Regions from separate parts of the Mus musculus genome. Here all the other regions are linked to region 1. A link is a contact called in public Hi-C, HiCAR-type, Micro-C and promoter capture Hi-C data. All regions are on one chromosome and are shown on one strand. The core of a region is the stretch at or near the end of the contact, and the rest is flanking DNA. Distances in the headings are between cores, read along the strand shown.

The links. Promoter capture Hi-C pulls out the DNA fragments that hold promoters and counts their contacts. Hi-C and Micro-C count contacts between places; a contact is called where the count stands out from the background. HiCAR-type assays count read pairs that join an accessible place to other places. Capture Hi-C pulls out chosen DNA fragments and counts their contacts.
Region 2: a promoter capture Hi-C map of pre-B cells shows a contact between it and region 1, with 2.6 times the contacts expected there. The contact joins the promoter of Lrmp here to the promoter of Klhl42 in region 1.
Region 3: a promoter capture Hi-C map of pre-B cells shows a contact between it and region 1, with 5 times the contacts expected there. The contact joins the promoter of Casc1 here to the promoter of Klhl42 in region 1. A contact is called at or near these places in 2 of 39 promoter capture datasets (neutrophils and pre-B cells).
Region 4: a HiCAR-type map of astrocytes shows a contact between it and region 1, with 5 times the contacts expected there. The contact joins the promoter of 3010003L21Rik here to the promoter of Klhl42 in region 1. A contact is called at or near these places in 8 of 39 promoter capture datasets (the 3T3-L1 cell line, 3T3-L1-derived adipocytes, the C10 cell line and 4 more), 1 of 484 Hi-C or Micro-C datasets (CD8 T cells), 7 of 115 datasets of contacts at active chromatin or transcription factors (astrocytes, embryonic stem cells, forebrain and 4 more) and 1 of 9 other capture datasets (adipose tissue).
Region 5: a promoter capture Hi-C map of liver shows a contact between it and region 1, with 2.9 times the contacts expected there. The contact joins the promoter of Rassf8 here to the promoter of Klhl42 in region 1. A contact is called at or near these places in 1 of 39 promoter capture datasets (liver) and 2 of 9 other capture datasets (adipose tissue and liver).
Region 6: a contact with region 1 is called in a Hi-C map of pro-B cells, with 4 times the contacts expected there. The contact joins the enhancer-like site here to the promoter of Klhl42 in region 1.
Region 7: a Micro-C map of embryonic stem cells shows a contact between it and region 1, with 6 times the contacts expected there. The contact joins the promoter of Bhlhe41 here to the promoter of Klhl42 in region 1.

What each region holds. Positions count from the first base shown.
Region 1 is chr6:147,088,820-147,092,764 of GRCm38.p6, forward strand. It overlaps Klhl42 (kelch-like 42), which reads left to right and starts at 2,256. Exons shown (of 3, transcript NM_001081237.1): 1 at 2,256-3,548. The coding sequence starts at 2,713.
Region 2 is chr6:145,120,074-145,124,018 of GRCm38.p6, forward strand. Lrmp (lymphoid-restricted membrane protein) reads left to right here and starts at 1,696. Exons shown (of 19, transcript NM_008511.4): 1 at 1,696-2,033.
Region 3 is chr6:145,209,243-145,213,187 of GRCm38.p6, forward strand. It overlaps Casc1 (cancer susceptibility candidate 1), which reads right to left and starts at 1,728. Exons shown (of 16, transcript NM_177222.4): 1 at 1,565-1,728. The coding sequence starts at 1,567. Etfrf1 (electron transfer flavoprotein regulatory factor 1) reads left to right here and starts at 1,905. Exons shown (of 3, transcript NM_133688.3): 1 at 1,905-2,010.
Region 4 is chr6:148,943,103-148,947,047 of GRCm38.p6, forward strand. It overlaps 3010003L21Rik (RIKEN cDNA 3010003L21 gene), which reads left to right and starts at 1,755. Exons shown (of 2, transcript NR_144294.1): 1 at 1,755-3,318; 2 at 3,835-3,945. Sinhcaf (SIN3-HDAC complex associated factor) reads right to left here and starts at 3,368. Exons shown (of 6, transcript NM_019643.4): 1 at 3,190-3,368. RefSeq lists an enhancer at 3,531-3,565 and a cis regulatory region at 3,546-3,552.
Region 5 is chr6:145,744,848-145,748,792 of GRCm38.p6, forward strand. It overlaps Rassf8 (Ras association (RalGDS/AF-6) domain family (N-terminal) member 8), which reads left to right and starts at 1,940. Exons shown (of 5, transcript NM_027760.3): 1 at 1,940-2,119. It overlaps Gm15704 (a long non-coding RNA gene), which reads right to left and starts at 3,527. Exons shown (of 4, transcript XR_869590.3): 1 at 2,181-3,527; 2 at 973-1,187; 3 at 602-790.
Region 6 is chr6:145,844,101-145,848,045 of GRCm38.p6, forward strand. No RefSeq gene overlaps it. Among named protein-coding and RNA genes, the nearest start is that of Gm38927, 3.7 kb to the left of the region's middle. Within about 2 kb of position 1,726, at least 34 of the 459 cell types and tissues checked have an H3K27ac peak or open chromatin away from gene starts, as enhancers often do. A contact at or near this core is called in pro-B cells, where this site is marked.
Region 7 is chr6:145,863,165-145,867,109 of GRCm38.p6, forward strand. It overlaps Bhlhe41 (basic helix-loop-helix family, member e41), which reads right to left and starts at 2,256. Exons shown (of 5, transcript NM_024469.2): 1 at 2,042-2,256; 2 at 1,833-1,896; 3 at 1,412-1,519; 4 at 967-1,078; 5 at 1-574. The coding sequence starts at 2,103.

The sequences.
Region 1 (3,945 bases), core at 1,006-3,505:
ATTTTACCATGTATTAAAACAAAATTTGTATGCTAATGATATGGATGTGCTTGTTAATTTGCACAAAATATTTTTGAATTAATCTCCTCTTTGACAATTTCACACATGTACATAATATATCTGGAGCATACTCTCCACCAATTAATTCCTCCCCCAAACACTTCCAGTAAATATCCCCTTCCTGCTTCAGGCCCTCTGTTGGCTGGCTGGCTTGCTTTCTTCTTCTTCTTCTTCTTCTTCTTCTTCTTCTTCTTCTTCTTCTTCTTCTTCTTCTTCTTCTTCTTCTTCTTCTTCCTCTTCCTCTTCCTCTTCCTCTTCTTCTTCCTCCTCTTCCTCCTCCTCCTCCTCCTCCTCCTCCTCCTCCTCCTCCTCCTCCTCCTCCTCCTCCTCCTCCTCCTCCTCCTCCTCCTCCTCCTCCTCCTCCTCCTCTTCTTCTTCTTCTTCTTCTTCTTCTTCTTCTTCTTCTTCTTCTTCTTCTTCTTCTTTTTTTGGTAACCTTGCTGGAATGTTGACCATTCTTCTTGTTGGCTATCTAGTGCAGACCATAGTTCTGAGAGCTCACCAGTGTGATCTCCTCTTCCCGTACAAAAGACACACATTCCACAGCAAATCCTCCCCACTCTCCCACCTTTATGCTCTTTTAGCCCCTTCTTCCAAGTAGTTCCCTGAGCTTGTGGGGAGAGGTTGCTATAGAAGTCCGGTTAGGGCTGAACACCCAGTCCCTTGTTCTCAGCACTTTGATGAGCTGTCTGCCCACTACAGACAGAGACTTCTTGGGCCAAGGCGGATGGAGAGCAGCACTGATCTGTGGCTATGAACGTAAGTATTCAGAAGGTAACTTGATAGCATATCCATTTAGCAAAGCAACAGCAGTGAGCCCCTTAGGGCTGTGACCCTGAGCACCAATTGTCAGTGTTTAATGATCAATGACAGCTTCATCCACTCAATGATGACATTAAACAACGTGTTCATGAAGCCTTGATACTACTATAGCTTAAATACTTTGTAACAAAGAAGTTTATATGTATTTGTCTTTATGCCCAGCTTTTTAGAACACTGTGTGGTTTACTGAAGTTATTGGATCTTTTAAGATGCCCCATCGTATGGCCAGGGGTTAAAATCTTGCAGGAGCGGTGCCCAGTATTGTCAGGTACCACTTCAGATTGCAGTCCAGCTGACCTCACTGTGGTAATGTGACCAGGGTTGAATTGCCTCTCTAATGAGAATCATTCTCAAAGGTTGGCTTTCTGGTTTGTTTTAAAAGGCAAGAGAATACCAGTTGGTCTGGAAACAAAAGCTTCCATTGGTAAAGATTCTAAAGAGCCAGAGACTAAGAGCCTGTTCTTCTGGTGACTCACTGAATCCTGCCTTGCTGATGGAGGCGCAGACAGATCCAGGTCCAGCCTTTTTTAAGTCAGCCCTCCCAGAAGCCCCCAGCCTGATGTCTAATGGTAGCTGTGGCATTTTGCCTTGCTGTAGAATCTACTAAATCCTTGGCCCCTCACCTGAAACCCTCCTCATACCCCAAACACTGAGAGTGACAGATGGGGAACGGAAGCCTGCCAGGAATGATTGCAGGCCTGTCAATCACGGGGCTGTGTTCCAAGTTTCTCAGAGTATCCAAGAAAGTAAGGCATAGCAAGCCTCAGGTCCATGTGTTGTGTCTCTTTCCCATGGGAAGGCCGGATCCTGCTAGAATGTTTTCTGTACTTCATAGTTCCTTACCTTTGTGTGTATTCTGCAGAATATAATGGCCGACAGCCCTCTCTCTGTGAAGCAGCCGACGGACACAGTAATGCTGGGGAATGCAAGGCAGGGCACCATGGGTACCAGGGCAGACACTATCGCTTCATTACAGCCTTTGGGATCCAGCCTTCTAACCAAGCGTCCCGCCAGGGAACATAGGAAAATGTTCTTTCCTAACAGCTATGATGGGATGGTGGTGGTGGGGTAGATAGGGATGAGAGCGGGCAAGTGCTACCCAGAGGGGACAGCTCTGACGCATCTTCATCTCCGCATCCCCATCTCCGCATCCTCTCCACCCACCTGCCCTTTTTGCTGCTCAGAGACTCTGCTGTCTTGGTGCTGGGGTTTGAACCATGCCACTGCCTGCCTTCCTATCTGTCTGTCTTGTCCATGGAGTTAATAACTCTTCTAATAAATTGCTTAGCCCTAGTAATCCGTTAGTCCACTCTGGAACCACCCCGCGGATCTAAAACCTCGCAGTACTGACTGGCCCAGGAAAACTCACACAGGGACTGTGGGGCTGCGGGAAACACCAGAAGATCAAGTACGGTGACTTGTGCGTAGGGGGCGAGCACCGCGAACCGACGCGTTTGTTTGTTTCCTAACAACACCGTGCTGGAGAAATGCACAGTGGTTAAGAGTGCACACTCCTGCTGCGGAGGACAGGAGCTCCGTTTCCGCGTAGGGCAGCTCACAACCGCCCTTACCTCAGGCTGCAGGGTGATCTGCCGCCTTTGGCTTCCTGGCACCTGCATTGTAGCGGAGGAACCCACATAGACACATGGATTAAAGATCAGAGAGGCCGTTTACTCGGAGGGCGTGTGACGCACCGGCGGGGCTGAGCCCGGGGCCCGCGGCCCGCGGCGGCGGAAGGAAGGAAGCGAGAGCGCAGGCCGGGCTCGGCGGAGGCTGTGCGCCCGGGGGAGGAGCCTGAGCGGCCGAGCGGCGGGGCGCAGCGGCCCAGCCATGTCGGCCGAGGAGATGGTGCAGATCCGCCTGGAAGACCGCTGCTACCCGGTGAGCAAGAGCAAGCTGATCGAACAGAGCGACTACTTCCGCGCGCTCTACCGCTCCGGCATGCGCGAGGCCGTGCGGCCCGAGGTGGGCCCGGAGGTGCAGCAGCTGCGCGGCCTGAGCGCTCCGGGCCTGCGGCTGGTGCTGGACTTCATCAACGCGGGCGGCGCGCGCGAGGGCTGGGGCCTGAGCGAGGACGAGCTGGCCGAGGCTAGTGTGCTGTCCGAGATGGTGGAGGCCGCGTCCTTTCTGCAGGTCACGGCGCTTCTGCGCTTGCTGCTGTCGCACGTGCGTCTGGGCAACTGCCTGGAGCTGTACCGCCTGGCGCAGGTGTACGGACTGCCCGACCTGCAGGACGCCTGCCTGCGCTTCATGGTGCTGCGCTTCCACCAGGTGCTGTGTCAGCCGCAATTCCCGCTACTGTTGTCGCCGCCGCAGGCCCCCGGGGACTGCAGCCTGAAGCAGAGGCTGAGGGAGGCCCGCATGCGCGGGACCCCGGTCCTGGTGGCCCTGGGGGACTTCCTCGGGGGACCCCTTGCCCCGCACCCGTATCAGGGGGAACCCCCGTCCATGCTTAGGTACGAGGAGACCACGGAGCGCTGGTTCCCCCTGGCCAACAACCTGCCCCCCGACCTGGTGAACGTCAGGGGCTACGGCTCAGCCATTTTGGACAACTACCTCTTCATCGTGGGTGGTTACAGGATCACCAGCCAGGAGATCTCTGCCGCACACTCCTACAATCCCATCACCAACGAGTGGCTGCAGGTGGCCTCCATGAACCAGAAGCGGTAAGTGCAAAGGGGGTGTCTGCACCCTTCATTCATTGCCCTGGTGTTTGCTGGCCAGAGGCGATGGCATCTTGCTTAGTGCTGCTGGCCTGTCGCCTCTGGCGGAGTTCCCAGGGAGCCCAGGGCTTGCTAGGAAGAAGACGAGTACTGTGTCAGCTAGCCTAGTGGTCTTCTTTCAGGTGCAGGCCCCAGGTAAGAATGGTTTCTCTGCCTTAGACCGGCTTGCAGAGAAGGCTATTGGGAAAGATAACGGTTGTTTTTCCTTCGCTTTTCTTTAACTTGTCTGACCCGAATTACGGAGACACTAGCAGTAACTTGTAATTCTGGCTTCAGAAATTTTTGTTGTTGCTGACAGTGACTTTGGATCCTTCTCACTTGGGTAGGAGAGCGTGCATCC
Region 2 (3,945 bases), core at 446-2,945, 2.0 Mb before region 1:
GGGCAGCCCTTCTGGGGCTGCTTTCCCCCTCGTACCTACATTTCAGCCTGCTCTCCCCCCTGCTCCTTCCTGGCATAGTCTGTCCTATGCCCTTCTCATGGTGGGATCCCTTCTTCCTCCTCCTCTCTTACTCTGGAATTCTAAAAGTCCCGCCTCTGTCTCCTTGCCCAGTCATTGGCCACTGGCAACTTTATTTTCCAATCAGAGCCAGCTGGGGGTAGGCTTCCTTTAGCCTACATGCAGGACACTGCAAACAGGTTTTTGGGTAACATAAATTAGCATGAGAGCACAAGCTGCTCTAGGTGGTGGATGTGTGTAATTCCAACTCTAGGGAGGTAGAGGAAGGAGGACCAGAAGTTCTCAGCTACATAGAAAATTAGAGACCAGCCTGGGGTATATGAGATCCTATCTCAAAAGAGCATTACCTCTTTTAGTAAGAACTATAAATATTTAAGAGTGTAGATTTCAATATACATTGTTCATATTGTTTTAGCGCCATTACAGAGCATAAGCGACTGTAGGCGGTCGCGCAAGCAGCTTTGGGGAATGCCTCTATATACAAAACGATGCTGAAAGGGCCGTGGTCCTTCTTGCTTCTGATGTTATAAGCAGTGCTGTTTTATGCAGGCACACAGTTAGGCTTTAACTGCAAGGAGCCTGGGACTGATGGCTGTCTTCCCTCTACCCCCCCCCCCCACTTTGATCCTAATTCAAAATGGGTGGGCCCAGTGGGTTAAGGTTTGTACTCAAGCAGTTCCTGGTAACCACTGAGTCATCAGTACGCCACAGATTAGTCTTGCTGGCTAGCGGAGAGTGGGAGCCAAATGAGAAGTGCTAAAGGCTCAAGGACATTTGTGGTGGGAGATAAGAGGTAGAGAATGACCTCTGAGTTCACAGTGGGAATATCCAGTGAGTTTCCAGCTGTGTTGGGGGAGATACTTCCGGTACTAAAGCTCTGCCCGTTTCCTATGATTGACAGTCCAAAGGAGAAAGGTTAACGAAACAAAGACGCATTTCCCTCCGCACCCACTTTCCTCTAAATAGCTCGTGTTGGTGTGTAAAAACTAAACTTGTCACCCTGCTCCCAATGTAGAACATCCTACTTGTGTGCCGCAGGTGTCACAGCGAGCTCGTGGGGAGCCAGTCATGCCACGTGCTCATCCGAAACAGCCCGAGGAAGCTGTGGAGTTGATTGTGAGCTCTGGGGTTGCTTTACTCAAGAGCCTGTATTTCTAAATGCTTTCATTTTTTCAGGTCCTCTCTAAAGAAGTTTGAGTTCCTCACAGTTTCTCAGAGTGACTTGTGACTGAAGTGTCACTGAAAGCTCAGGGTGTTTCTGTCGTTCCCTCCACACACCCCCTCCCCCCCTTTCTTTTTTTAAAATTTCGACTTCATTCAGAAACCATTAGACATTGCTAAGCGGCTGCAAGATGTGCCCACTAGGAAGAAGGTCCATAGCCAGAGAGCACATAGAGCCAGGGGTCCGGAGGCCTTGGCAATATGAAACTCAGGGATATCACCTCAGATGTCCTTAAAATGTGAAGCAAAAATGGAGGAGGGGGAAAAAAGGAACTATTCAATTGTCCCAGGAGGCTGGCCTTTAGCCTGCGCAGAGGAAGTGCAGGGCGCAAGGGTGCAGGGGTGCAGGGGTGCAGAGGAGGCGGTGTTAACAGCCTTCTGGTGAAAGAGGGGAGTACAGAAAGCTTAAGTTGCTTCTAGGGACTCTCTGGGTGGAAGGATCTGGGCCTGCTGCGCCCGCCCGTGCAAACAGAATTGCAGAAGTTGAGCCTACGCTTATCATTTCCCTGAGAAGAAAAGCATATTTCCAGTTTCCTGTGCCTAAGAACAAGCATCCAGCGCCCTTCCCGCGGCTCAAACCCAGGCTGACCTGTGCATATGGGTCAGGGGGATCAGGATGGGGCCTGCGCATGAGGCAAGCCTCTGCTACAAGAACTAGAGGAAGCGATTCCAGAAGGAGATCACAGTCCCCAGCACTACTCAGACTCAGGAGCTGAAGACCAGGGGCGTTCAGTGTAAGTAGCTCATTCTACTCTGGTTCATGTCGCCCAGGATGAGGAGGAAGAGCCTCTGCCGCTTTCCTGGATCCCAGCTGCTGGGTTAGCCAGTGGAAGGGTTAGCTAGCATCGCTCGCTCTCGCTCCCGGGATCTCAGCCTCTGGCCAGGGCCATAGACCCCTCCCCTGCTCCCCGCACCCCAGGCTGTTGCTAGATTTGTCTATGGCTATCTTTCCGTTTAAAATGAAACAGAGCTGGGGCTTACTTAGCTCAGAGGCAACTTACCCTTGTGTGCAAGAGTGTGTATCAATATTAAACACATGTAAACTTGCTTTAAAATTTTTAATGTGTTCTTAATATAAATGTGTGTGTGTATGTATGGATATATATGCACACTTTAGTTTTGTTTTTGAGACAGGGTCTCACTGTGTAGTTCTGACTGACCTAAAACTCTCTGTAGACTATGCTCACCTCAAACTCACAGAGATCTACCTGCTTCTGCCTCCAGAGTGCTGGGGTTAAACTGTGTGCGTTCCTCTGCTCAAATATACTTTACCTTTGAAACGGGTATTTAGAATTTTGTGTGCCAGCCAAAGGCCTATTATGAGCATTTACCAAGAATAATGTGAGAAGACAAGTGTCAAATTACAAATGTCAGGCTATTTATAAACCTGCTTTATTCTACAAAGATGAAATGGAAATTGTAAAGCTTGCGTGCCTCGCCGTTTACCGGACAGCTGCTTTTGTTCAGTGAACTTCTTAATTTAGTGGGACAGATTTTTTTTTTCCAGACATAAGAGTTCATTTATCTCGTGACCCAAATGGTGCTTGGTCTGGGTTTATTGTGAATTTCTGTACCTTTTTCACTGTTGGCCTGAGGAAGTGGCTGAGGCGTTTAAGGAATTGCTTCCTTTTAGAATAGCAACATTGTTCAATATTTTATTGTTACTGTCTTGGTTTGTACAGCTCACTGGTTTTCAATGTTTCAGAAAGCAATAAAAACTGTTCTTTAAATCAGGGAGGGTACAGTGTTGTCATTGCTCAGGAGGCTTTGGAGAAGGGTCTCTTGTGAGAAGAGCTACCCTGTGGAGGCACCGATAAGCAGCTGCGCCCAGTTTGGTGCTTCAGAGCCCATGCTCAGAGCACTAACCCACCGGCCACTTACATCTGTCTTTTGATGAAATTGATATTACATCTCAGTGTTTTGTGAGCAAGTAAGAATTTGGGTCCCCCTTCTCAAGGGTTCCCTGTGGCATCTGAGCAGGAGTGTCTACAGTTATGACACATCCCAAAGGCCATTGTGGGGTTCCTTGCTGGTTATGGTCCTCCAGCCCAGCCTCCAGAGACAATTGGTTGGAATGGTATTAGAAGCGCTTTTTTTTTTTTTTTTTTTTTCATGTGTGGACTTCCTTCCTCAATGCACCTGCTCTCGAGCTACCAGAATTCATGGAACACATGTAGATGGGTGTATTTTGCCTGCCCAGAGAAGGCACACCTATGGGTTTTTGCTCAAGACCATGTCTTTACATGAAGGTCTCTCTCAACACCTGTGAAAATCAACTTTTGGGCAAAGAGAGCAGTTCACATTTTCACAATGCTCTACATAGCAGGTCGACTTGGGACAGCAAAGAGTGAGGATAGTAGCCACACACACACACACATACACATCCCCCACCGCCACCCAGGCCTCTCGAGTTCTGAGTCAGACACTTGAATTATGAGTCGGAAAGAAAGGTATTCAAATGTCCTCAGCTGTTCTGAAACTCTTGAGCTAGGTGAATAAATTAGCAACTGTTCTGACCCATCTCAAATTCATGTGCCAGCTGTGGGAAGATGGGATTGGTTTTCCAGATGAGCAGGCCAATGCCCACAACAGAGAATAAGGAAGTGGTTAGTCACATTTGATTCGGCATCTGAACAGTATTGAAGA
Region 3 (3,945 bases), core at 478-2,977, 1.9 Mb before region 1:
ATTTCAGAAATTCTCTCCATAAATATTCATCAGGGAGAGAGCAACGAGGGAGGCTTTGCTCTCATGTGATTTTTACAAATAATTTTTATCCTGGCTGTAGTATTCCCTGACACATTGTTAACATATTTCCATCTTGAAACAAATACTGTATGGTAGGCTATGTAAATATCCTCCTCAAAGAGCATATCCTAAAGATGATGGGCACATTTTTATCCCTCACTAGTATTTCTAACATGAAACAGGTGTGGGGAAAGTCCTATCTTTATCCTTCACATAAACATAAGAGCCATCAGTAGTAAAACTTTTCAACGTTCAAGTGGCAAAGGACTTCCTGACAAGCTTTTTGAGAAATTTGTCCTCTTGGACTTACAGTATAGTTGCTTCCCTTCCTGAATTGTATACTTCCTTAGATTGTGGGGTTGAATTATGCATTTTCAAATTCATATACTAAAATCTTAACTTCTTGTGTGTTAGCGTTTGACCTGCTTATGAAAAGGGTCTGTAATTATTTCACCCAATTAAGAAGAGCTGATACTGGAACTGGACAGGCCTCTGGCTCAATATGGCTGGTACAGGTTACAAAGAGGAATCTTGGATACAGACCCTCATGAAGAAAATAAGCATCGTATGAAAAAAATGAGTTTACACTGCTACACACTAAAGAACTATTTAGAAGTAGAAGAGAGATCTGAATAAATCCCTGCCCCCATGCTGACACCCTGACCCCAGATGTTCAGTCTCCAGAATGGTGAGGTAAGCAGTTTCTACTGTTTAAGCAAACATGTTTATGGTACTTTGTTTCCTGGAAGCCCCATGATACAGTTAGGTTTGAAGCTGCAACCTCCTGGAATCTACATTTTAAATATTCCCCCAAATGGCTTGGAAGTCTTTGAGAAACAGTGCTATGTAGATAGGAAAAAGAAATTAAATCCACCTTTCGATGTAGCAAATACGTGCTTGTTCTTGTAATTTGCCAGCAGTCTTAACTTGGCTGATGACCCATTGGGGGTCTTGCCAGGGGAGGCCTTCACTACCCATTTCTTCCCACCACTTACAGAAAATACATACTTATATCTTAAAAGAGACTGAAAAGCACCAATCTTTTCTTCTCTCCTACCCTTAATAGCTTGATTACTCCGCTTTAGATACACCAGCTGTTACCTTGGTAAAGCTTGTGTCTGATATTCTGCTTAACTGACAGAGCCGGAGGGCTGTAATATTCTCCTTTGTGTGTCTCTGGCTTCCAGCCAGCAAACACAAATAATGCACTCTGAATCTCCCCTCAACGAGTGTGATAATTGATGATCTCTTGATGGAGAATGGGAAACAACACACGAAATTTGCTCCATATTGTTCTGCGTTGGAATGAAAACTTTTCTGACAAGGCAGTCAGAGCCAAAGTGGGAATGTACATCACCGGAAGCTAGTAAAGTTTAGTCACTGCAAAGATCTGGATCTCGCCACCTCTGGATCGCACTGCCCCTGTCTGCCTGCCCTCCCTCGACAGCGCTGAAGTGGAATCCGCACTTGCCCCTTTCCTGTCTCCCTCACTTTCCTGGCTTACCATGACAGAAGCAGGAACTTTGCTTAGGGATAAGTGAACTCTGCAGAGCAGGAACGCTCACGGTTGTCAAGACGACAGGCCACGCCCACTCACAACTCCCAGTGTTTTGCGAAGGACAACCTGCGCAATCGCACTGTAGTCTTCCGGTGAGTACTGCCCAAGTCGTAGACTGGTTACACAAGCCACACTTCCCACATAAGGTACGCCCACATCGCGGCTTTTACCTAATCCCGCCCATTTCCGCCTGATGCCCCGCCCCAGCAAAGAAAGCGGCCTCGAGTCCCATACACTGCTGCCTGTAGTCCCGCCCTGAGCCCACCCCCGCCTCTCAGCTCCGCCCACTTCCGGCAGACGGTCGGAGCATTTACGGCCGTGGTGCCGCAAAGCGCTGGAGTGAGGCGGTCTGAGCAAGCTGTCGTCTGGACCCCAGACCTGCTGGTGGTGAAGTATGCCTTAGGCGAGGGCTTCCGGGCGTGGGGAGAGCTGCGTCTCACACTGAAACGCAGGCTGACCTGGAACTCGCGGGCATCCCTCAGCTTCCTCCTGAGAGCTGGGGTTATAGCCGAGGCCCGCCACGGCCAGCCTTGTAAAAAGGTTTCTTCCTCGCTTCTTTTGCGTCTGGACGAGCCCTTCCCGGGGGATCTGGGGAATGGCGCCAGCTCACGACTAGGTGAAGCCATAGGTTCCGGGCGGGTCCCCCAGGGAGTCATCTGGCCACAAAGGCGAGCTCCAAGAGGGTCGCTACCTTGATATTAAAGTAGTACAGATTCTTCACTGATCGTGGGAGTTTAGTTTCTATGCAAAGCATTCGCCCTTCTCAAGAGCTGCTCACACACTAGTTTAACGTGACTTCTAAGAACCAGTAAGCCATTGTTGTCCCAAGGTCACGGAGCGCTGTACTGTTGTGGCAGCCTGCAGAATTTCAGCCCTTCTCCATAAGAAAAGGCACTTGAGACGTAGAGGAATGGAGACAGTTCTTTAACCCAACCCCAGCTTACGGCCCGTCTAACCCAAGATAGAGTACTAATGCTCTGTCCCTTACATAAACTAAATGTTCTGTTCAGTAGGACTGACAGCTAGTTTTTGTGGGTTAAGGTCATTGGTTGCACAACACTTAAGACCTTACTGCCCTCCGAACCTTGGTAATGAGATAAAAACTTAACACCTACTGCATATAAATTCAAATTTGTTTTATCTTAGCTGTTGAGGTATGGAAGGTAGCCTTTGTTTTGAATTATTCAACAAAGCAACTACTAGTGTTTAGTGACAGAAAACCTCAGACTAAACTAGGAAGTGGTGTGGAAGTACAGTAATTAACATGGTGACTCAGGAGAAATGGCCTTACTCAAAATCACTGTGTCATTATCAACTTCTCTCCTAAGAGGAAAACTAATAGTAGAGATGTGTTAGATCCCATGGTTCAAGACTCTGTGCATGCTTTTTTGAGTTTTGATGTCCTCTAGTCCCTGGGCAGGATTTGTGAGTAATAAGAGGGCTGCTTTCTGGCATCTCTTCATCTTGACACGGGTTGTACTAGCCCCTCTCTCCTGTCATGTACCTGTACCATCTAAAGGCGTATGGTCGCACAACCTCTGGTATGGGGAAATCTGACAGGACAGTTTTCCAGTACAGTCTGAAGGAATACTGAGTCTAGTTCACTAGACCACTGAAACAATACACTGCCGTCTCCATTTCCTTCAGCTTTTTTTTTTTTTTTTTTGGTCACTTGAACATCATGGGGCAGAATAACATCATTGGGCATCAAGCCCCTATTAGAAATAATAGTGTCCTACTAAAATGACAACGCCATCATTCCTTTACTCAAAGTCCCCAGGGAGAAAGGACTTACAGCTCCTCCTTGCACATATCCATGTTCCTGGAATAGCCCGTGACTTTGAGCCATGCACTCATCCAACTTTGATAACTTCCAGGACTCCATGCAGGTCTCTGCAGCAATTAAGTTGTTTTCTAGTTTGCAAACTAAAGGTTTTTCCCAGCAGCAAAAATAAACTAAAAATTCCTGAAAATCAACTGTATCATAAATTACCATCAAAGTGCATGGGGCAGGGGTAGGCGAATCTTTTATTACTCATACTCTGTGGGAAAAGCAATTGGGAAGGAGAACTAAGGCAGGTCTCTAAAAGCTTTCACAAGTTACAAATGCCAAGTTTTATCTATATAATAATTTCAAGCCACATAGTTTTAAGTCATTCTTCAACAAGGTATACCATCCTGGTATTATATTACTCCTCCCCTCTCTCCCTACTCCCACTGTTAATATTATTAGTTAAACACACCTGTTAAATTACCTTTCAGTATTACACTAAATCTTCAGGGAAAGAAAACAAACCATGAAATTAAAAGAGAAAAGAGAGAGATGG
Region 4 (3,945 bases), core at 505-3,004, 1.9 Mb after region 1:
GACCAGTCTGGTCTAAAAAGTGATTTGTAGGACAACCAAGGCTACAATGGAACCCCTGTCTTGGGGAGGGGGGTGGCATTTTATACCTGTGGAGGCAGCTCAGTGGTACAACACTTATCTAACAGGTGCTATATCATGGGGTTCAAAACAAGCATAGCAAGTTTTGAGGGTGGGCATTTAAAACAGGGCTGGCAAGATGACTCAGCCAATGAAGCCTGACCACCTACCTGAATTTGATCCCTAAATTCATGTGGTTGAGGTGACTATCCCCAATAGTCACCTGGCCTCATATATGAAGATACACACACACAGATGTTCTTTAAAATCTCCAGCCACCCACAAAAATAAAAGAAGGCAGTGAAGACCTTGCTTTTCTTTCTCTCTTAACTCATTCAAATCTCTCTTAGAAACATCATTTGATAATAACAGAATCATTTAGTTCTACATGTGTGTATAGACTTTCCTAGGAAGCTGAAGTCTTGCAGTAAGTAGTCTACTTAAAAACAAAACAATGTTTGCAAAGTACCTCATGTTATTTTCACATGTCCCTGGAGTCACCCAAAGGAAAGCCAAGGTTGTAATATCCAAGGTTTTTAATTTTCTTGACACACTCTCTATTCACTTCAAAAATTATTATTTCCCAGTCAAGGCCACATCTAGATGAAAACAAGCTAACTGAAACACAGGATTAATTGTGAAAGTCGCAACAGATATGGTGTTGCTGGGCTGGATGTCTAGACTGCAAGCAAACCCCAAATACCAAAGAAGCATCCATGTGTCAAACGAGCATAATTTTTGAGCTATGCCTGGAGCCACATACCAAAAAGTTAGCTTGAAAAAAGTGTAAGAGGGTAAGTAGAAGGTCAGTCCCAGTTCCCAGGAATTGTGAAACTAGCAAGGGCTCCCTACACTGGCAACTTCTCCCAGCATCCTTTATCTCGGAAAGGCCCTACTCCCCAGATGCAGCAGTTCTCAAGGTTATCTAAGATTTATCTGAGTCCTGCATACTTTAAGGTCAAAACACAAAACATCCTCAGAATACTTTAAATGCATTTATGCTTTGCGGGGACTCAAAAAACGAACCCCAGACTTTCGCGTTCAGTTTTGCAGCACAAAAACCATTAAAATGATTTTCAAGTCTGACAAACTTCAGTTCAAAAGCAGATGTTTTCCGGACACTGCTAGAAACAAGTTTTACGTCCACCTCTCACTAAAAAAGTTGCCGGATCCTTCTTTAGAAAGCATTAAGAGAAGACCAAGAGCCTACTTGAAACGAACTCCTAACATGGAGGGGGAGGGGGGACACGGTGCACGTCTGGCTCGTAGTCATTCTTCACCTGCAATAAGGAAAGGTGAGAAGAAAAATAACAAGAGGCGGACTGGGGTGCTGGTTACCAGAACTGCTCCGTCTTAAAAGCCGCCCAACCCAACCTGCCCTGCGCCTCGCCGGTCGCCCCACGTGTAAACACACAAAGGCTGCACGCACCCCCAGTTCCTCAGTCTCCACTTCCAAGAGGGGCAAGAGCCGGCGCCCCGAAACTTCCCCGCGTGTAGTCGGAGGTCCTGGGTAGGGCGCGGAGCTCCACTCCTGGAGGGAGCCCAGCGCTCCGGGGTCCCCGGGCACCACGCGCCATCCGCCGCCCTCACCTGCGCTGGAACAACGGCCCGCGCCCCGCCGGCGCCGCCCGAAGGCCGCGCCTCTGCTCCCGGGCCGCTCCGCACGCTCGGCCTGACGTAATTCAAACATGGCAACAGTTCCACTTCAAAGGCGGATGCACGGACCTCCCAGACGCGGCCTCCCGTGCCTCGGAGCCCCGGCCACGCGTGCGTCCCGCCGAGCAGCGCTCCGTCGCTCCGCATGGGTGACCCGCAGGCCGAGGCGCCCCCACGGACACAGCCTCGCTGAGCCGCCGCTGAAGTTTCCGAGAGGACCTAAGGGACAAAAGCCGCCCCGCGCCCCGCCCGGCCCGCGCCGCTCGGGCACACGCGGCCCTTTGTTGTCCGGCGGCATCGGCGACGTCGGGGCGACCCGGACCCGCGCCCGGGGACCCACGCGAGCTCGGGTATCCTGAGCCACTGGTCCCTGGGGCCAAACTTTTGCGGAGTCCCGGATGAGAAACGCCCAGAGGTCCCCGCCGCCGTGCATATGCTGCGAGTTGGCGACTTTCGCTGTGCTTTGGAAACTGGCAAGACGCCATCACCAGGAAATCACATTGTCCTGCTCCCGACAGCCCCGACGGCGACCGCAGCCCGCGGCTCACTCCGAGCTGGACACTGAGATGTAGCACGGTCGCGGCCCTAAGCACGTGGCTTGTCAGGTGAAGCACACACAACAAAAAGGGAAAAAAAAAAAAAAAAAAAGAGTTGGGTGCCTCAAGCAGCGGACCGCGCCGCCGCCTTCATCCGCACTGTTTGGTGCCGCGGGCCACGGCCACCCCTCCCGTGTCGCCCGCACCCACGCTACAGGTGACCAGACGGACAGCGAACTTTGGGCTGCAGAGACCACTCGGCACCGGCCGAGTGCAAAGACCGCGTGCTGCGCGCTCATTGTCGCAGCCGCGTCCCTGCGGACTTCTCCAACAACGCCACGCCGCGTGCGTCGCGCCATCCCGGCGCTGGCCCTCACCAGCTGCCTTCAGCCTGTGTGGCCGCCGGCTCCAGGAACTGGCAAGTTAGTTTCCGAGCTCCGGCTTTGTTGTTCACCCGCGTGCAAACACCGTCGCGAGCGCCGGGGTAGCGCAACACGCGGGTGCACGCGGAGCCCAAGCCCCTGGCCAGAGCAGAGCCCACACGGGATCTGCGACCCCGACCCTGCTCTCCGGGTCTGCAGGAAACACTACGACCTAGAAAAGTCATTGTCACTTTCAGCGTGGATGCAAGTCCGCCGCAGCTCGTTCGTTTCCACGCTGCACTCACTTTCCCCACACCCTGACTTTCGGTTTACCTCAAATATCCTCCTCAATTAAGAAGCGCATCTCCAACGCCTCTGTACAAAAGAATCTGGAGTCCGGAGAGCACGAGGGCAGCGCTCCCCGCAATGCCATCTCCAAGACAAAACTTCCTGTGTGTTTGTGTATGGGAAGGACGGAGGAGGCGGGGGAGGTAAAGGGAGGAAAGAAAAAAAAAAAATCACAGAAAACAAAACCTCGGAGACAGTTTTGCACCGATGTCCGGACTAGAATCACTCACCTTCCACGCGCAGCAGCGTCCCCACGGTGCAAACTGCACCAGGCCAACCTCCTGCAAGCACTCCCTCCGCCAGCGCCGAGTCCAGAAAGATTGTCTCCAGCAGTTCTTCAGTTGCTACCGCGAACGGAGGTATAGATTCCGCTTTCCCTCTGCGCAGGCGCGGCTCCCGGGACCAAATTCTCTTGAATCGAGCTGATTTGCATACGGGCGCGTGCGCGCCGCGGGCTGGGCGGGGAGAGGGCAGGGCGTCCGCGCGCGTTCCCGCGGCCTCTATTGTCCTTTTAAGGGGAGAAGCGGCGAGGCGCGGGAAACGCGGCGGCCCGCGGGGACGGGGGCGGGTCCTGCCTACTCCGCAACGTCACGTAAACAAACGCCCTCCCCAGCCCCCGGGGGAAAAGGAGGCGACGCGGGGGCGTGGCAGGACGCGAAAGGTGTAAAGGTGAGCGTTGTCCTCACCGAATGGCACCCCTTAGGAAGCTACTGAGCTTGGAAAGTTCTGGAAGCTGCTTTTGCAGCATTCGCGCACCTATGCCCAGTTTCTGGCTTGAGGTGGCAGAGAAAGTTGTCGTGGAACCACTCAGTTTGTACTTGTTCCTGCCTTTCCTAAACTCTGTTTGAAGGTGAGCTTTACATTTTGTCTTTCAGGGCCTGCCTGGCTTGTGAGACTGCTCAACTGGTACTTTCAAGTCTGATCACCTGAAGGCAATAACCAACTTCTGCAAATTCGCCCCGCGCACCACATGCACACACAAATTA
Region 5 (3,945 bases), core at 690-3,189, 1.3 Mb before region 1:
ATCCTATTAGGGTTACAGGAGGACTCCCCTGAAATCCTATTTCCTTGGATTGTGCCTTTGACTCCCAGAGAAAGCCTTTCACCAAATTCTTCAAATGTTGCTTCCTTGCATTTAAGTCTTAGCTAGCATTCTCTTTTTTGTTTCTACTTACTGGTGAAGGAGCTAGTGAGCTGGGGAGAAACTACAGGTTAAAACCGGAGGAAACAAATGTCTAAACAAGAAAGTCTCTCGAACAGAAGTGAGAAACTGGAAGTCCTTTTTCATATCCTTATTTTGATGATAAGAAGCAAGTGCCTAGGCAATAAAGGGAACATTTTACAACTGGAATGCATTCTAGCCTCTCTCCCACTGTATGCCACACCATCTCTTTCCAAATTAATAACTACTACTGAGCTTCGGGCATGTGTGAGCATTTCTAGCCCAAAGACTGAATTTTGTCCACTTCAGGCACTGCATGACAGAAAAATAGTGAAACAACATATGAATTTGCACTTCCAGGTCAATGTTCCGATGTCCTTTGCTGATTAAAAGCTATTTTTAAAGGTGTGTGGGTGCATTTTTTGAATCTGAGCCCAGTTCTTTCTAAACTTTTGTTACTCACCTCTGATTCATTTGCCTTTTTTCCCCTCGTTGTCTGTTGCCTCTATCATGGCCTGCTGCTCAGGGAGGTGGGGGTGCTGTTGCTGAATCACAGCTACTCAGGAAAAGCAATCCAAACTATGCCTTGGAGAATGCTCGACTTAGACTTCTTTCTCTTTTTTGACAGTCCCATTCTGTAGCCCAGGATGCCCTGGAACCAAAGAATGTAGCCCAGGCTGTTCTTGAATTTCTGGCAAAATTCCTGCCTCTCTCTCTCTCTCTCTCTCTCTCTCTCTCTCTCTCTCTCTCTCTGTGTGTGTGTGTGTGTGTAATAATATATGATTCACTCTTTGAGGTCTGATACTGCTTGTTGCTAGGGTAACATATACTGACCTCGAACTTGTGACAATCCTCTTTCCAGTGATCCCAACTCTTTTAAAACCTTTGTTACATTCGATTCATTCACTTCATTTTTTTTTTTTTTTAATCTCTCCTCACTTGCAACGGTCATCACTGGTTGCTGCGGTGGACATCAATTCACAGTTATTCTACAGGAAAAGCCATTCAAACCAGTCCTTGGAAAGGCTGGGCCGTTTCTCCCTTCTTTCCTGTCAGCAGACGCAGAGCGGTCAGCTGCAAGGTCTCACTGGCCTGGCGACCCCAAGCCTGCGAGCGACTGGAGGAAATGTTTAACCTCAGCCAGGCTCCGGCCCACCGGCCTCAGCGCCTCCCACAAAGCCGCACCGCGCTGTCCCGAACCTTGTCTGCAGGCGGGGCCGCCGCTGTAACCCGAGCTGGTGAGGGGTATAACACTGCTCCTCTCTCCAGCGCCGCGACCAGAAAAGGGGCGGAGCCTCTGGCTCTTGGCCCTCCTCCCTGGCCCTCGGCCCGCCCCCCTCTCAGCCCTGCATCCAGCTCTCTCCAGCTCTGCACCCTGCTCTCCCTTGCCCACCTGCAATCACGGCCCTCGGCCCCGCCTCCTCGGCCCTCCGCCCCTCCCTCCCTGGCCCTTGGCTCCGCCTCCTAGGCCTCCGCTCCGCCCTCCCGGGCCGTTCGCCCTGCCTCTTTGGCCCTCCGCCCCTCCCTCCCTGGCCCTTGGCCCCGCCTCCTCGGCCTCCGCCCCACCCGCCCAGGCCCTCCGCCCCGCCTCCTCGGCCCCCCACCACACTTCCCAGACCTCGTCCTCCCTGCCCCGGCGCGGCCTCCCCGGCTGGCTCGCTCTCGCGGCGGCCCTCATCCCGCCCCTGTGCGGGGCTCCGCGGCCCTATCGGTCCCGCCCTCCTTCCTCCGCCCTTCCTCCTCTGCGCCGCTGCGCACCGCCCTCCCTGCCGGGCCAGGCCGGCGTGCGCCCTCCCCGCGCGTCTCTCTGCCGGCTCAGCCCTCCGCGCGCCGCCCTGCGGCCCGGCCTCCTCAGCCCCGGCCCGCCGCTCGCCCTCCGCCGCCGCCGGCCGCGGCCGTCTCAGCCGCCGCCTCAGCCTGGGCGGGCCGGGCCTCCGCCGAGGGCCGTGCACCGGGACTACGAGGACGGGCTGCGAGCGCAGTAAGTACAACTTTCCCGGCCCGCGCCCCCCGCGGCGCCGCTGTCACCCTCGCGCCCTCACCTCGCCTCCCGAAAGTTGGCCCTGCCCGGGGTCGCCTCCTTCCCGGTGTCCTTGGCGAGCGACTTTAGAGGCCACTTTTGTGGGCGAGGGGAATGCGCGGTCGGCCCTCTCCCTCTCCAGATGGAAATCGGATGCTCGCCTGGAGGGAGAGCTTCCCCTCTGGAAAAGGAAAAGTGGCGGTTGGAAGGCTTCTGCATTTTGTCTGAACCGTAGCCGCCCTGCCTCCCCGGTGGCCAGCCCCTCCGGGGAAGCGAGTCGCCCAGAGGCGGCTTGCAAAGTTGGCTGCGTCCTGCACCCTGGAAACTTGCAGAGGGCAATCATAGGAGGCTCAACTTTAAGGGTCGGGGGCTTGGCGTGCGAGGCCGCTGCGGCCCGGTGGTGGGCGGCGGAGACCAGCTAGGGGCTGGGTTGCTCATTTCAGCATCGCCGAGCTGCCCGGGGTTGCGGAACCACTACTTTCCCAGCATCGAACAGCATCAAGGGCTCAAGCCCTTGGATCCTAGGTAGGGTTTAATCGCAGTCAGTTCTGGTCCTAATCTTTGGAGGCACAGAAGGAAATATGCAGGACACGTTTCCTAGCCTACTCCAGCTTGTCAGGTCAGCTCTGCCAACACATCAAAGCCTTGCGTTAAGGAGAAAAAAAAAAAAAATCCCTCCAACCCGCTGACAGCAGGGACGAACACTTAGATACCTAACTGTAGATTGGTGCTCAGCCATTTTTCATGAGACACGTTTTGTCCCAGGGAAGTATATTAAATATGTGGTGATCTCTGCGTTTCTGCCCAGTTTTGGGATGTGTATGTGTGTGTGTGTGTGTGTGTGTATGTGTATGTGTGTGGGGGTGTAGGTAGTTTTTCTTTCTTCTTTAAAAGTCTTTAATCTGTGGTTGCCAGGGGTTGTGATCGTACCTTGGAGGCACAGAAAACCGGCACCTTTCCTGTTTTGTTTTTTAAACCCAAAAACCTGTTCTTTGCTGGAGGCAATCGGGAATGTCAGCCCACTGCAGGGTGGGGGTGGGGGTGGGGTGCTGATAAACCCAGGAATCAGGGCTCCGGACAACTGCGCTAGCAGTTTGGGAAGTGGTTTGTGCTTTATCCTCTAGTGGTCATGTTAATGGTTCTTGTGATCGTATATATTTCCATGGGGAGCTACCCCTAAACCTCAAAAGTACACACGGCCAATACTCCATTTAAGAAGACTGGACACGCTTTGATGATTCTTCTACTGGAGGATCAGATTCAACACAGTGTAATTTGCAGTGTAGGTAATTAAATCTTTTCTAAAAATCCTCCCAATCAGTCACCCCTCCCTTGAAGAGTCTCAAGATGGTACTTTCCGTACCGGGCTCAATTGGCCATAATGGACTGAGATCTTTGCCATCAAGCCCTGTTTCTGGGCTACAGGAGCTTTGGGGGACAGCAGAGAGCCCCTAGAGGGAGCCAAGTCACGGGGCTGACTGTGCAGATAGGAAAGGTTTTCAGTTAGTGTCAGTGTCCTGGAGAGACTCAGTTCCGAAGGTGCCCATGCCATTCCTGGGGTCACACTACCTGAATTCTGCATTTTTTTTTTTTTTAGAGCTGTTTGGAAATTGTAGATTTAGCATCATACAGGGTTGTTGTGTTGCTTTTCTTTGCATTTTTGTCTTTAGAGTTTTAAAGCTTATGACTTTTAAAATCCTAATCCTCCGTGCTCACTTTTATAGCCTTTGTATTTGGTGGCATATGTTAGTGCTTGACCTGAGTGCCTTGCTTTCTGAGAAATGGTT
Region 6 (3,945 bases), core at 476-2,975, 1.2 Mb before region 1:
CTTCTGGCTATTATAAATAAGGCTGCTATGAACATAGTGGAGCATGTGTCCTTCTTACCGGTTGGGACATCTTCTGGATATATGCCCAGGAGAGGTATTGCGGGATCCTTCGGTAGTTCTATGTCCAATTTTCTGAGGAACCGCCAGACTGATTTCCAGAGTGGTTGTACAAGCTTGCAATCCCACCAACAATGGAGGACTGTTCCTCTTTCTCCGTATCCTCGCCAGCATCTGCTGTCACCTGAATTTTTGATCTTAGCCATTCTGACTGGTGAGAGGTGGAATCTCAGGGTGGTTTTGATTTGCATTTCCCTGATGATTAAGGATGTTGAACATTTTTTCAGGCACTTCTGTGCCATTCGGTATTACTCAGGTGAGAATTCTTTGTTCAGCTCTGAGCCCCATTTTTAAATGGGGTTATTTGATTTTCTGGAGTCCACCTTCTTGAGTTCTTTATATATATTGGATATTAGTCCCCTATCTGATTTAGGATAGGTAAAGATCCTTTCCCAATCTGTTGGTGGTCTTTTTGTCTTATTGACGGTGTCTTTTGCCTTGCAGAAGCTTTGTAACTTTATGAGGTCCCATTTATCGATTCTCGATCTTACAGCACAACTCTTAACTTTCAGGAGGGAATCCCTCAAAAGGTTGTTTAAGTTTGTTTTGCTTTTTGTTTTTAGCAATTTGCATAAACCTAGCCAGATCAAGGAAGAGGGAACCTTAAATGAAAAAATACTTCCATCAGATTACCTATAGGCATGCCTGTAAGGCATTTTTTTAAATTTATTATTAGTTTGGGAGAGCCCAATGCACTGTGGGGAGAGAGAGAGAGAGAGAGAGAGAGAGAGAGAGAGAGAGAGGTAGTATTACTATTTCTGTTAAAGTTTTGACTGAGTCTTTGGAAGTGAGTTGATAACCATTGACCCATTGACCCCAAATACATTAATATCCCATAACACACCCATAACAAGTTGATCAACTTCAGGAAATTTAACATTAACATCAATTCTGTGTCAGAGTACCTGGTGGTAGCCTCCTTTCCTTGACTGAAAGCTAAACAAACTATTTAAGGCACGTGTCATGACACACGGGAGAAAAAAAGCAAGGCTGTAACATGTTCTCAAGGTCCTGGACCCCAAAGAGGTGAACCTGACAGACCTGGCTCTCTGCTGAGTAGACTTTCACGACTGCTTTGTGGCCACCCAGGAGGACGAGACCCAGGGTGCAGCAAGAAAGGGTCCTTCCAAGACATAGCTATGTCAGTCCACACTGATTCCTCTAGTGCTGTCCCACTGCCTCCAGGTTTCCCCTCACCCATCCCTTGTTGAAACCTCCTTTTAGAAATTCAGTTTGAGAGCAGGCTAGCCCATCTGTTTTCAGCTTGAGAGCAGGCTAGCCCATCCATTTTCAGGGCTGAGACACCTGACTGATGGGAAGTTTATCAACTGTGGGCTGTGAGACGGAGGACAGAGAGAGGAGGACCAACACTTTGTATCTAGGAGAGAAGCACAGGAGGAACTCTGCTAATAACAGGGTGGGTGAGCAAGTGCCCCAACCACAAACAGAAACACACAGTGCAGACAGTAGCCCCATGCACCCTGGTCATTGGACAGTTTCAACAACATCTGCAGTTATGTATTTTTAGATGGACTCATGAAGCTGGAGATTCAGTTCAGTGGCTAGCACCGTGCACGCACGCACAAGGCTCTGGCTTCATCCCCCAGCACCACTGAAACCAGGTGTGGTTGTGCAAGCCTCTAACCCCAGCCCTAGAGGAGAGCAGCAAGCCTGAAGACTTCCTTAGCTACGGAGGGAGGGAGGGAGGCTGGAAGCTAGCCAAGGCTACACGAGATTATCTTTATAAATAGAATCAACAATTAACCTTTAAAACAGCTTCTTCTTTCCTGAATCCATTTTTTGTGGTCCCCCACCCCCCACCCCCATACAGAGATTCTCTGTTGACTGCATTCAGGAAACATTAGACAAGATCTAGAGACCTTGAGCGCCCACCAAGGCTCAGATAGATTCTCTGAGGGTGGAAGCTATGTGACATCATTAAAGAAAAAAGCCCTACAAAAACTCTGATTACAAATGACCTTGGTCTCCAGGACCTCTGAGGGGTCTTGGCTCAGGGCCTGTGGGCTGAGCTGGGAACTGAGAACTGGGTTGGGGACTAGGTGCTGGGACTGAGCATTGGGCCCTGGGCCCTGGGAGATGGCTGCTGAGTGCTGGGGAGCATTAGGCACTGGGGGCTGGGAGATGGCTGGTGGGGAATGGAGAACACTGGGCACTGGATACTGGGGAGCACTATGAGATGAGCCTGGGGAGCATTGGGAGATGGAAGCTGGGGAGCACTGAGAAATGAGGCTGGGGAGCACTAGGAGATGGGTATCAGGAAGTACTGGGTACTGAGGCTGGGGGCTGGGGAGCACTGGAGCTAAGAGCTGGGGGTGCAGTAAAAAGTCACAACAAAGCCCCAAGAAGCAGCTGGAATTATAAAGGACTCTAGTATTCTCTTCTTTTCCCTCCCTCCATCCTCCCTTCCTCTCTTTCTTCCTTCCTCTTTTTTCCCTGTCCCTTTCTTCCTCCCTCCCTCTGTCCCTCCCCTCCTTTTTTCTGTGTATCGTACTGCAAATTTACAGTGGGCCTAGCACATCCTACAAACCACACAGGCTCTGGACCACTGGCCCACATTTCCAGACCTCTTGGTACCCAGGCTGGCCTTAAACTCTTGGATAGTCCAGGCAAAGTCTTCCCATGACTGCCACTGCCCCAGCCTCTAGAGTAGCTGGGACTACCAGGCTGTGCCTCTGGGCTGGCTTGCTTCAGGGACTTCCCGGTTTGAGAATGCTCACTGAACCAAATTTCTAACTGTTGGGAATTTTTCTGAACTGCATCTGAGTTTTCTGTCCCTGAGAATGCTGTAGACTGGTGCTGCTTAAGCTTTTCTAGGCACCGAAATCATCCGTCCAGGTGCAGGCGGTGACTCAACAGGTTTCACAATTAATGAAATGCTGCACTTCTTTGCTGCTCATAAGACACCAGAGCAGCTGGTTCTCAGACCACACTCCCGGCTCTCACCTCACCTGTCTCCCCCAACAGATACAGCTGAGGCAGAATCGGAGCAGCCTGAAGGGCACAGATGCCTCTCTTCTGGGGTAACTTCCTCCTTATTCCTAGACACCCACAACGTTCTCTTCTTAGCTTCAAAATTTAGATCTTGTTAAGTTACAAGTTCATGAGGAAGGGCGATGGTTGTTACCTCTAGGGCATCATGACCTAGAACCTAGAGTCTCAGTGAGAGACTGTCTGGGTCAGGTTGGCTTGAGGGCGTGTCTGTAAGGTACCGTCTTGATTGTAGGGGTGTGGGGTGTGGTGGAGACTGCCTGCTGCATGTGAGTTTGTTCCCTAGTATGAACAAAGAATTGAACAACTGGGAAAGACAGAAGAGCAAGCAGCAGCCACAGGCAAAGGGAAAATAAGTCTGCTAAATAGAAGCTGGTGTTGGTGTTTCATAGGGCCCCTCTCTCCTCCTCCCTAGATGCCTGTCTCCATGCCTTTCAACCATTTCTCTTTGAAATGTTTTCTGAACAGAAGCTGCCATTTTGGGGAATCTACTTTTGCTTTCCTGGTTTACCTCCGTCCCTCTGGTTCTTTCTCCTTCATTGATTGCCTTACCTGCTAAGGGAAGATGTGGCAGCCATGCTTGACTCTGTGCCCTGGACTGCAGAGAAAGAGCACGGTAGCTGAGCACTAGGCATGCGCATTGGTTCCTGCTCCTCTTGACGGAGGATGAGCTGGAACTAGCTGTTTCAAGTGCCACCGTGACTTCTTTGAAAGAAGGGTGAGCTAACAGAACTTTTTCTCCCCTGGGTTGCTTTCGTCAGGAAGCAACAGAAACGAAAGTAGAATCGGATGTCTGTTAGATTTCACCTCTCAACCATC
Region 7 (3,945 bases), core at 1,006-3,505, 1.2 Mb before region 1:
GGCTGTACGTAGGCGGCGGCGGACGGCGACAGCAGATAGAAGGGCAGGCAGAAGGGCGCGGCAGCGGGCTGCGCGAAGGGCGCGCCCCCGCCAAGCGCCACGAGCGAGCCGAGCAGCGCGGGCTCCGGGCCCAGGAGCGCGCCGCGCGCCTCCAGCTTCGGCCTCTTGGGCGCAGGCGACGAGTCCCCGGGTGGCTCCTGCTTGACGGCCGCGCGGCCCTGCTCCGCCTCGCCTCCGTAGCCGCTGTCGGTGTCCGTGTCGTGTTCCGGCTCCGTGCCGGGCTGAGTCCGCTGGATGACCGGCACGCAGCGGGCGACGCGCTCGGGACCCGAGGCGGCCGCAGCCCCCGCGCTGCAGGGCGCGCGCCCAGAGCCCCTGCCGGAGGGCACCTGTGGCGTCAGGAGCTGGGTGGCCACGGCATGCAGGTGGCTGACGAGCTGTGCGCAGCGCGGCTCCCTGGGTGTCCAGCTCTCAAAGCGCGCGAGGTATTGCAAGACTTCTTTGGCGCAGGTTTGAAACCCCGAGTGGAACGCATCCAAGTCGGCCTGGACCGGCGATTTCAGAGAGCGCTCCCCTAGGGTGCACGGGGGAGGGAGGCGAGAAGAAAAACCGCGGCGTTAAGACATCTGCTCATCACGTGGGCCCTGCGCTGCCTACAGTGAGCTCGGCTTTTCCTGGGCATTCCAGCGATATAATCCGCAGACTGCCGAGAGAGGAGGGGGTGGCGCGGTGAGGCGCTCTCTTCCTGGCTGAAAAACCCAACTGAAGAGGTGCAGCCGCCACTTTAAATAAAAACGGGGCTCCTCCAGCTCTGCGGGAAGCCTTTGGGATGCTCTGGGTACTTGCCACCAAAGGGAAAGAGGCGACGTTCACCAGGAGAGGACGCAGCGGGGGAGTCCTAGCGTTGCGCCCCCAGCGTTACCCCCTTTTGTATCAGGGCAGGCTGGCTTCCTCAGACCCACTTACCATTCTGTAAAGCAATTATCTTCTGATGCTGCTGCTCAGTTAAGGCTGTTAGCGCTTTCAAGTGCTTTAAAGTTAATTCCAAGACTACTGCTTTCTCCAAATGCCCCAGTGTCTGCAGTGGTGCGACAAAGGGGGACAGGGGTTACTTTAAAACACGCATTTTTATTTCCACGCAGCCCAGCAACTTAAGACAGGCACACACACACACACACACACACACACACACCACTGGGAAGGAAGCGCTGCTCAGCTCCCCACAGTCAGGTCGTCAATGATCTCTGCCATTAGCCCGGAGCCCCTGTTCTGAGTCTCTGGGAAACTCTTAGTTACAGCACAAGTTAGAAGGCAGGCCTCTTAATATTTACATTTATTATCCTATCTCTGGGAATTTTATCAGGTAAATACACCCCGGAGTCCATCAGGAGAATGAAAATGTGCATCTTACTGTCAATTTCAGATGTTCGGGCAGTAAATCTTTCAGCTGAGCAATGCATTCATTAATTCGGTCTCGTCTCTTCTTTTCTATTAATCTGTGCGGTAACTTGTAGGTATCCTTCATACACGAGCCAGAGAAAAGATACAGCAGTGAGCTAAACATTCATTCACTTACTGGATAGAACCCTCCCACCCCAACCCCCAAACACACTATGTAATGAACTAATGCCCAGAACTCTCTCCTCTAGACTTCTAAAATGCAATTTAAATTCAGGTGCGGTGTTGAATATCCCCCGGAGTATCCAGCAAGCCACTTAAAATTCACAGTTAGGAAAGCTCAGGGCTGGAATATATTTGCGGGCAGAGTTTCCTTGCGAAATCAATGGCCCTAATTAACTATCCAGGCAGGTTATGGGAAACTTAAGACTTACCTTGGTATCGTCTCGCTTCAAGCTCCTTTTGGGTTTACACATATACAAAGAGGAATAGTCCAGTCTGCAAAAACAGAAATCAGCATCAGGCCCCCATTCCGGGAGGGGCTCTGCCCTCACCCGCTCCATATCACTTTGTGCAGGGGATTAAAAAAAAAAAAGCCAAACCGACGCCTAGACAGATATTCGCAACGGTGCGTACACCTTACCCTATAAAATCCCTATGTTCCAGTAACTGTCTCTCTTGCAAATGAGGGATTCCTTCGTCCATGTTCAATGGCTGTCCGTTTCGATTTGGAGGTTTCTGTCCTGTAATCTGTGGGACGGTCGCCTGGAGAGATTTTGGGGGGATGTGTGCGTCTCCAGGCTGTCTCGCTCTCCCTCTTCAGTGCAGTATTGAAAGTGTGAAGCAGTTGGCCGCCCCTCCGCCCCGTGCTCGCTCGCTCGCCCTCTCGCACACCCGCGCGCGCACACCCGCGCGCACACACGCACTGCGCTGGTAGTTTGCTCTCACTCCGGGCAGTGTTTGGCCACAGGGCACGCGCGTCGCCGGCCAGACCAGCACCCAGCTCACGTGCGGAACGTACCATCCGCGGTCCAGCCCGGAGGGGGGCGGGGAGGAGGGGCCGGGAGGGGGCGGGGACACCTGATTGGGGCCACCTGGAAGGAGCGGCCACCCGGCGAGCCGTTCGTCTTCCCCGAGGCGCTGCAGGGCGCGGGGGCGGGGCGGGACGAGGGGCTCCCCCGGCTCGTCCAGCATCTCGGTGCAGAACCGAGGACGTGGCCTTTGGCTTTCCCACCAATTGCTGTTGGTTTGGGCCAGAGAAAGAACGCGAATTCGTGGTGGCTAAACTTGAGCGGGGAAGGAAAATTCGGAGATTTTGCTCATTGTTTACTGGCCAGGGGTGAAAGAAGGGTCGGGTAGAAAGACACCCTTTAGGTCAGGCTGGAGACCTACCCTGAAAAGGGGGTGACTTGCAATTTGCTTCCCGGATTTAAGATCAGTGAAAATGTAGACACTGATTCAGAATGTCGCATACCAAGTGGTTCTGGCAACAGTGTCCCCGGGCCACCTAAACTTCCCGCAGCAGCCGGAATTGCGGTGACACTAATCACACAGAGGCAGATGACGTTTGGGGCCTCGGGTGCTCCCGGGGGAGAGCAGGGAGGGGGAAGGGTGGCACAGGGCAGGAGGCACGCAAGGACTGTTGCGGGAAAGCCACGCAGTCCGGGTCCTGCCCGCCCCAGCCTGCGAGACACTGTGCTGCCTCCCGTCTCCCTCGTGCGATAAGCCACGCCGAGAGTGTGGCGAGCCCACGTTTACTACTGGCACCTCCGCGGCCTCCCTCCTTAATCCTGTCTCCAGCGGGTACCAGCACAGGGCCGGCAACGTGATGCGACCTGCGGCGGCTGCCACATCAGCGCGCAGGGATGCCGTGCGCGCGCCCCGTGTCCTCGGGAGCTCGGTCCACACAGCTGGGGACAGCCGTCCCCAGGTGCTCAGTGTCCCCACAACTCAAGCTAAATAAGAATCTGAATTCCATCCCCGTGGGCAGGGAGACCCCAGGTTGCTCCTACACTAATTTCTCAGAATTGACAATCACGTTCACTCTCGGACATTCGCTATCGCCAGCGGCACGAGAACCGAGAAGGAACCTGGGCCCCAAATGCACGCGCACTGGAGCGCAGCAGGGCCAGGGCAGCGGCGCTTGGGTTCCGGGGACGGATCTGGGTCGCGGGCCAGGGCGGCTGGAGCGGGTCACGTGCCGGGAGCCTCCTCCCCGCCTAGCCGCGCGGCGCTGGAGCCCAAGTCCTGGGCGGAGCTGCCGGGATGAGTTCCTTTCCAGCACCCTCCCTGGTTCCTCGAGTAGGACGACAGGGCTTGTTTTGCAGCAGGCGATTAATTAATGATAACAGTGAAAGTGATTTTTTTTAAATGCAGATTTGGATTTTTATTCTAAGCCCTTACTCCCTCTCTTGTCTCTAAGTGGTTATCTTTCTGATTCTGAGGCAAGTTAGAGCTCTCAACAGTTTATTAGTACAGTAAAGCATCCTGGCTTCCTCCAGTTCTTAACTGGCCAGGTTAGGTAGCAGCAGGCTAAGGTGAATAAAA